2 separate regions of the Ovis aries genome follow, and region 2 is linked to region 1. The links are chromatin contacts, called in public Hi-C maps. All regions are on one chromosome and are shown on one strand. The core of a region is the stretch at or near the end of the contact, and the rest is flanking DNA. Distances in the headings are between cores, read along the strand shown.

Region 1 (3,067 bases), core at 408-2,907:
ATGACACTACCAAAAAAGACTGACAATACAGAGGAGGAGAATTTTGGAGAAGGGAAGATGGAAAGCATGAGGAACCACCTTAGTGAAAAGTGCCCTGTAATGATGTCCCACTACCAGTGAAGGGGACAGATAATGTTGCTAAGGAGGGTCATGTGTTGTTCCAATGGTCAATTGTGGGTTGACCTACAGCTGCACCATGTTGGGTTGCTCTGTCTCACATCCACAGCTGGTCTTACATGCTGATTGTGCCCCATGACATGACCACTATGGCCACTAAAGGAACTTTGAGAGTGTGGGAATGGGGTAGCACAAGCCTAGGAGCACCCTTAGAGACCACCCAGAAGGCCTCTATCTTTACTGATAGTGGGGCTGGTGTGTACCACTTTCACACATAAATATCTTGAGCTTGGACAGAAATCCACAGGTAGTGGAAAACTGAGTACACCAGAGGAGATAATCAGACTGTTATGATAGTCCTCAGGCTCTGCCCTGAATCTCTGCCCAAATTTGACCTCCTAACCTGAGGGATGAAGTATACTTAGTCGCTCAGTCAGTTCTCTTTTCAACCCCATGGACAGTAGTTTGCCAGGCTCCTCTGTCCAAGAGATTTCCCAGGCAAGAATACTGGAGTGAGTAGCCATTCCCTGTGCCGGTGGATCTTTCTGATCCAGGGATTGGAAGGCGGATTCTTTACTGTCTGAGCTACCAGGGAAGCCTGGAGGGGAAAGAAGAATTATTTCCAAGAACCCTAGTCTTCTGTCTTGACTCCCAAAGCACCTTCTCCTCATCTGAGTACCTCTGCTGCTCCTCCCACGTCCCCATAAAGCCTTTCTTTTCCATATTGGGCAAGTCTATGAGCTGAGCAGCTTCCTGGGTGAGAGAGAAGTTATCTATTGGAGCAGCTCGTACTGCATAAGCTGTCTGTTTCTGTTGCACATATAGAAGGCAGCTTGGAGGTTTTCTTTGTGTTTTTTGTCTTGTATTGCTTATTTATTTTCACTTTGTTTTAAATAAAAGTTTTAGGCTTCTCAGTATAACGGGCTTTAATAATTTTAAGAACAGATGACTGGGAAATATCTTGCACAAGGCTAAGACCCCCCCCCCCCAAGGAGCAAATGTGAAGGCGACCCCTGCTGGCTGGTTTTGCTCCTGCAGCCCTCTGCCCATCTGAACACGTTAGCTTTTGGGAAGGCCTGTGCAGTTTCACAGGGGAGAATCACCTAGCACCAGAAGATACTTTTGCTTTCCGAAACAATGGTCAGTGCCCCTGTAGACTGACCATGTGTAAAACTCATTCCATCACTCTCTGCCCTTCTCTTTCATCGGCTCTTGCACAAATATTCAGGGTCTTAATTTGTTCGTCCGTGGAACATTTCCGGGGCCCTGAGGCAAAGCCCGCACTTCGCCAGCAGTGGGAGCCTTCAGGCGAAAGAACACGCTTCCTACCCGGGAGTCCAGCATTAGCAGAGTTGGTCTCTTTCAGTAGTAACAGCCCAGCTATCCAGGCTGAGAACACTCAGTCTACAAGGGTTCCTCAGACCCGAGAGGTAGGTTTACATCTACCTAGAATTTTTCAGGAAACTGGAGTATTTATTTTATCATGAGATAACTTAACCCGGTGCTTCCTCTAGGCTGAGGCAGATCCAGGCTGCCCCCTGCAGGTGGGAGGGAGAGGTAAGCATCCTGAGCGCGGCTGCCCAGGCGGCCTTTGCTCAACCCTCGTGACCTTCTTCTCAGCGGTTCCCCCACGCCCTGGGCGTTGCTCCATGTGATGCTCAATACGCGATCCCCAGACTAGCGGCAGGGGTGCACCTGGGAACTTGTTAGAAGTGTAAATTCTCAGGCCCCACCCCAGTCCTACTGAAAGGCAACTCTGAGGGTGGGGCCAGCAGCCCGCTTCAGCAAACCCTCCAGGGGATCCTGATGCACCTCAATTTTGAGAACCACTGGTCTGGAAAGAGCAGTGTAGCCACCTCTGGAGGCCCTACTAGACAGCCCAGCTACTTGAGACGTGGCCCATCCTGGCTCATGTCAGCCTCAGAACCACAGGATCTCAGAAGTGCCTATTGCAGAGCCCTTCCATTTACAAATAAGAACAGTGAGATACAAGGGTGTGAAATGAGAACAGTGAGGTACAAGGATGTGAGGGAATTCTCCCACAAACCTCGCAAATTACAGGAGAGGAAAAGGAATGCCAGGAAAAGTAACCCTCCCAGGGTTCCTCAGACCTACCTGGGTTTGGGGGCTCTGCCCATTCCTCTCTGCAGGTCTGGCTTTCCCATGCCTGTGCCAGGGCGACTCAGAGCTCTAGGCCTTGAGACAGAGCCCCTGGCCTTGCCTTCCTCTCTTCAGAGTGATGTCCCTTCAGTCTTCTCCTTTTTGATCACACTAAGTCCTGCCTGCCACTCAGAGATGAACAGAAAGGGCCCAGTTGTGAAAGGATCACAGCAGGATTTGGTTTTGTTTTTCATCAGTCTCCAGCATCTTAAAACAATTTGTCAATCAACGAGAGATAGGAAGTCACTAGAAAGACAGGAAACATTGGAGGATGGAAACACATCCTGTTCAGCCGCAGCTGTCTTTGTGGATGAGCGCCTGGGTCTTTCTGGCAGGCTGGGATGAAGCGGGTGCACTGCCTCCCTCTCCTCCCAGTGTTCAGATGCACGCTGATTTTCTAGAAGGGCTGGGGAGCTGGGGGGTGGGATGAGGGTGAGGGAGAGAAGAGAATAGCACCTAATAAAAAGCTATGTGTAGAAAGAATTTTCAAATGTCATCTAATATATTTGTTAACAAAATCAGAGGGGTTCGGTCCCCAAGGGGAGATTATACCATGAACATGCAGCTTTCTCTCAAAGACTGGAGAAGCAATCGGCCCCTTTTCTAAGCTCTGCACATAGCCACAGAGATCCCCTGACACTCCCCACTCGCATGGCCTTGGGGACAGGTCGAGCGTTCCTTCGTTTTAGAACATCACCATAATACATTTTCCACCCAGTACCCACTGGGCAGGGTGGGCAGTGGAGGAGACTTTAAACAAAGGAAAAGCTGTCCTTCTCCCCAGATTTGG
Region 2 (3,211 bases), core at 122-2,621, 140 kb before region 1:
TCCCAGGGAAGGGGGAGCCTGGTGGGCTGCCGTCTACGGGGTCGCACAGAGTCGGACACGACTGAAGCGACTTAGCGGCAGCAGCAGCATGTTATCCATTTAAACTTCATTTCTGAATCTGTGTATTTCAGCAACAGTTTTGTTTCAGAGGACTCCAGAGAGTAGCCTTACTTAACCTTCCTCTGGAGGGATGTCTCTTTGGTGGGGAGCAGAGAAAAGGGTGGAGGGGGGAGCGGAAGGGAGCAGCCAGCAGCGAATTTTCCCAGTTTTCCACTGGAGGAAGCCAAGGCCTGGGGAATCAGACAAATCCACGATTCTCCTGGCATTCTGAACGTTTGCCAGGTCCCTGCTCTTTGCTCTCACTATTCCTCTGGGCTGGTTCCAAGTGTGGAGGAATGCCTGCTGAAGTGTTTGTGTTGAGGTTGTGTGTGTTGGGGAGGGGTGGAGTGCGGGGAGACTGATGCTGGCAGGAAGGAGGGTGTTTACCAAAAGTCCAGCCAAGCCTTGGGGTCACAGGGGCTGGTCCAAAGTAGGAAGTGTCCTCTGAGCTGGAGGGGCATTTATGTCCTCCAGAACCTCCTGTATTCTGTAGCTTCCTCTGCTCTAGCTGGCTACCCCCTCATGGTACAGATAGAATATGTGTGTGTGTGTGTGTGTGTGTGTGTGTGTGTGTGTGTGTGTGTGTGAAGTCGCTTCATTTGTGTCAGATAGAATACTTTGGTGAAATATTTTTAAGCTAAATACCTGGGTTCAAATCCCACCTCCACTTGTTAGCTGACAGATCTGGGTAAGTCACTTAACTTCCCCATGCATCAGTTTACTCATATACTGAATGAGAATATTAACATCCACTCTCTGGGCTGCTCTGAGGTTTAAACGAATGATGTAAAGCAAAGAGCAAAAGGTGGCTTTGATTAGCAGAGGGTTTGAGGCAGCCAGGAAGTGGGAGGATAATAAAAGGAGACTGCTTGTCCCACAAAGACATTAGCAAGAGGGCAGGAGTGGGTTCAGTGATGAGACAGCTTACAAGGACTTTTGCAAATAGGCCATATGCTGGCTCTGGGGGAACACTGAGAAACTAGTTTGAAAAGCACAAAAGTCATAAAATAGCACTGGTATTATTGGTTTTTTCCCCCTTAGTGTGAGCAAAAATATTCAAGCTGACAAAGCCAAGCCAATCTTCTGGGAACAAGACTCTAAATTTACTTGTGAATCACCTCAGCTTCCTTCCAAGAGAAAGACACCCCCGTCCCTTCACCCAACACCCCCATCTATGACGCATTAGGATCATAACGTCTCAGTTTCTCCCACCAAAATCACAGTCCCTCGTCGTGGGCTTGAGGACAGCCCTGAGGTCTGGTACTGTTTCCTTGTTTCAGTCCCTCTGGCGGTTGGAGTCAGTTTCCAAAACACCCTATCAAGGGAGCGGGATGCGCGCCAAGCTCTACAGTGGACACTAGGTGGCGCCGGACCCCACATTATTCAGGGAACTTGCCCCCCCCCCCCCCCCCTCCACCGCTTCCCTTTCTGGAAAATTGTGGCTGCAGTGACATCCTCTTCTCCGAGAAGGGGGCTATTTCAGTTTACGCCACAAGCATAAAGGGCCACTAGAAGATTCCCCTCGGCTTTGCTGCTAACTGGGACAATTGTCCGGGTGTGGCTACGGAAGGCCGTTCCCGGACCTGAAGCTGGAGACCCGGCAGTCAGTTGCTGAGCTATATATAACTTGTTAGGAACAAGTAGCTTTTTTCAATTTCTGCTCTGCCCAAAGGGGCAGGAAGGAAAAGAACTTTCTCCCTTAGGAAGAGGTGGGGGGCGGGGAAAGTGGCAGATGCCCACGCTCCTCCCTGAACTGCCTGGCATCTGCCTTGCCCGCAAGGAAGGGAGCCGAGGACTTCCAACCCTGACCCCATGCCATTTCATTCCAGGCCCCACCCCTTCTGGCGGGGATCAGCCATCCTCAGTGCCCCAGAGGAGCTGTGTTGTGCGTTTATTTTCTGTCGAGGGATCTGGGCTGAGGTTGCCATTAAGTACCCGCTTAATTTCATTGCACTGAGAGTACACCCTCACAAGGACCGGTGGCATATTAGGATCCCGAGGGCTGTGATCACAAAGTTCTTATGGACAACAGCAGTAAGTGGCAGTTATAAAGTCATTTCCAGTTTTCTAAGTGTTTATGAGCACTCTACCTACAGAGGCAGGTGAATTTCATTTTCTGATTGCAGATAAAGTGACTGACACGCCAGGGTCTCACGGGAGCTGCTGGCACTGATGTCTCTTTGAAACAGTGATGATCCTTGTTGCTTACTATCATTTTCACTGTTATGTTCCCTTTTGTGTAGGAGGCCAAACAGAGCACTTGCCTAAAGACAGCTTTTGGCTACTGAGTTTCTGTTTGGCTCATACTATCTAGGCAAAGGGTCTTCCCAGCTGGTGATAGTGGTTAAAAAGAACCTCCTGCCTGCCAGTGCAGGAGACATAAGAGAGAAGGGTTCGATCCCTGGGTCAGGAAGATCCCCTGGAGGAGGGCCTGGCAACCCACTTCAATATTCTTGGCTGGAGAATCCCAATGGACAGAGGAACCTGGCAGGCTACAGTCCATAGGGTGGACTGAAGTGACTTAGCACGCACTTATCTAGGCAAACGAGAGCTGAATGTGGAGAGCCAACGAAATAGGGTGAACACTGAGCAGACCCTCGACTTCTTGGCCAGGCAAGAGTTTCCTTCAGTGGGAGATGGGCTCTGCAGAGTAGGAGTGGGATGTGTTGGGAGGGCAGGTATGTTGGCGGTGCTGTTGAGAAGACAACAGGGGAGTGCCTATCAACCAGCCAGTCAGCGCATTCACGGGCACCTACCATAAAGAAAAGAAATACTGTGGCTCTGGGAGGTCACAAAGCCTTTAAGTCTGCCTCCAAAGAGCTGGTGGTGCACTGTCAGTGGGGCAAGCATAGCATGTACAGATAAAAAGAAAGTTAATGACTCAGAGGAGTCCTAGAGAAGTCCTAGCTTGGTTGTGTGACGATTCCCTTTGAAGCAATGAGGAAGGAAGGGGTTGGCGATGCTAGAAGGAGATGGGAGGAAGCGGCCAGGTGGGATTGCTGGTGGCCTGGGCTGGACCTTAGAGTCTGCATAACATGGGGCTTGTGCCCAGGTCATGTCCAGACTGTAGACGTCCTGCTTGGGTCAAAGCGGAATCAAAGGTGCAGAATGC

The links. A called contact is a pair of places that touch in the nucleus more often than the background predicts.
Region 2: a Hi-C map of hypothalamus shows a contact between it and region 1, with 5 times the contacts expected there. The contact joins two enhancer-like sites. A contact is called at or near these places in 12 of 16 Hi-C or Micro-C datasets (blood, hypothalamus, liver and 6 more).

What each region holds. Positions count from the first base shown.
Region 1 is chr3:43,821,186-43,824,252 of ARS-UI_Ramb_v3.0, reverse strand. No RefSeq gene overlaps it. Among named protein-coding and RNA genes, the nearest start is that of AFTPH, 30 kb to the right of the region's middle. Within about 2 kb of position 1,657, at least 30 of the 54 cell types and tissues checked have an H3K27ac peak or open chromatin away from gene starts, as enhancers often do. A contact at or near this core is called in hypothalamus, where this site is marked.
Region 2 is chr3:43,963,776-43,966,986 of ARS-UI_Ramb_v3.0, reverse strand. The region is part of intron 2 of LOC114113914 (a long non-coding RNA gene); the gene reads right to left. Among named protein-coding and RNA genes, the nearest start is that of LGALSL, 110 kb to the right of the region's middle. Within about 2 kb of position 1,371, at least 37 of the 54 cell types and tissues checked have an H3K27ac peak or open chromatin away from gene starts, as enhancers often do. A contact at or near this core is called in hypothalamus, where this site is marked.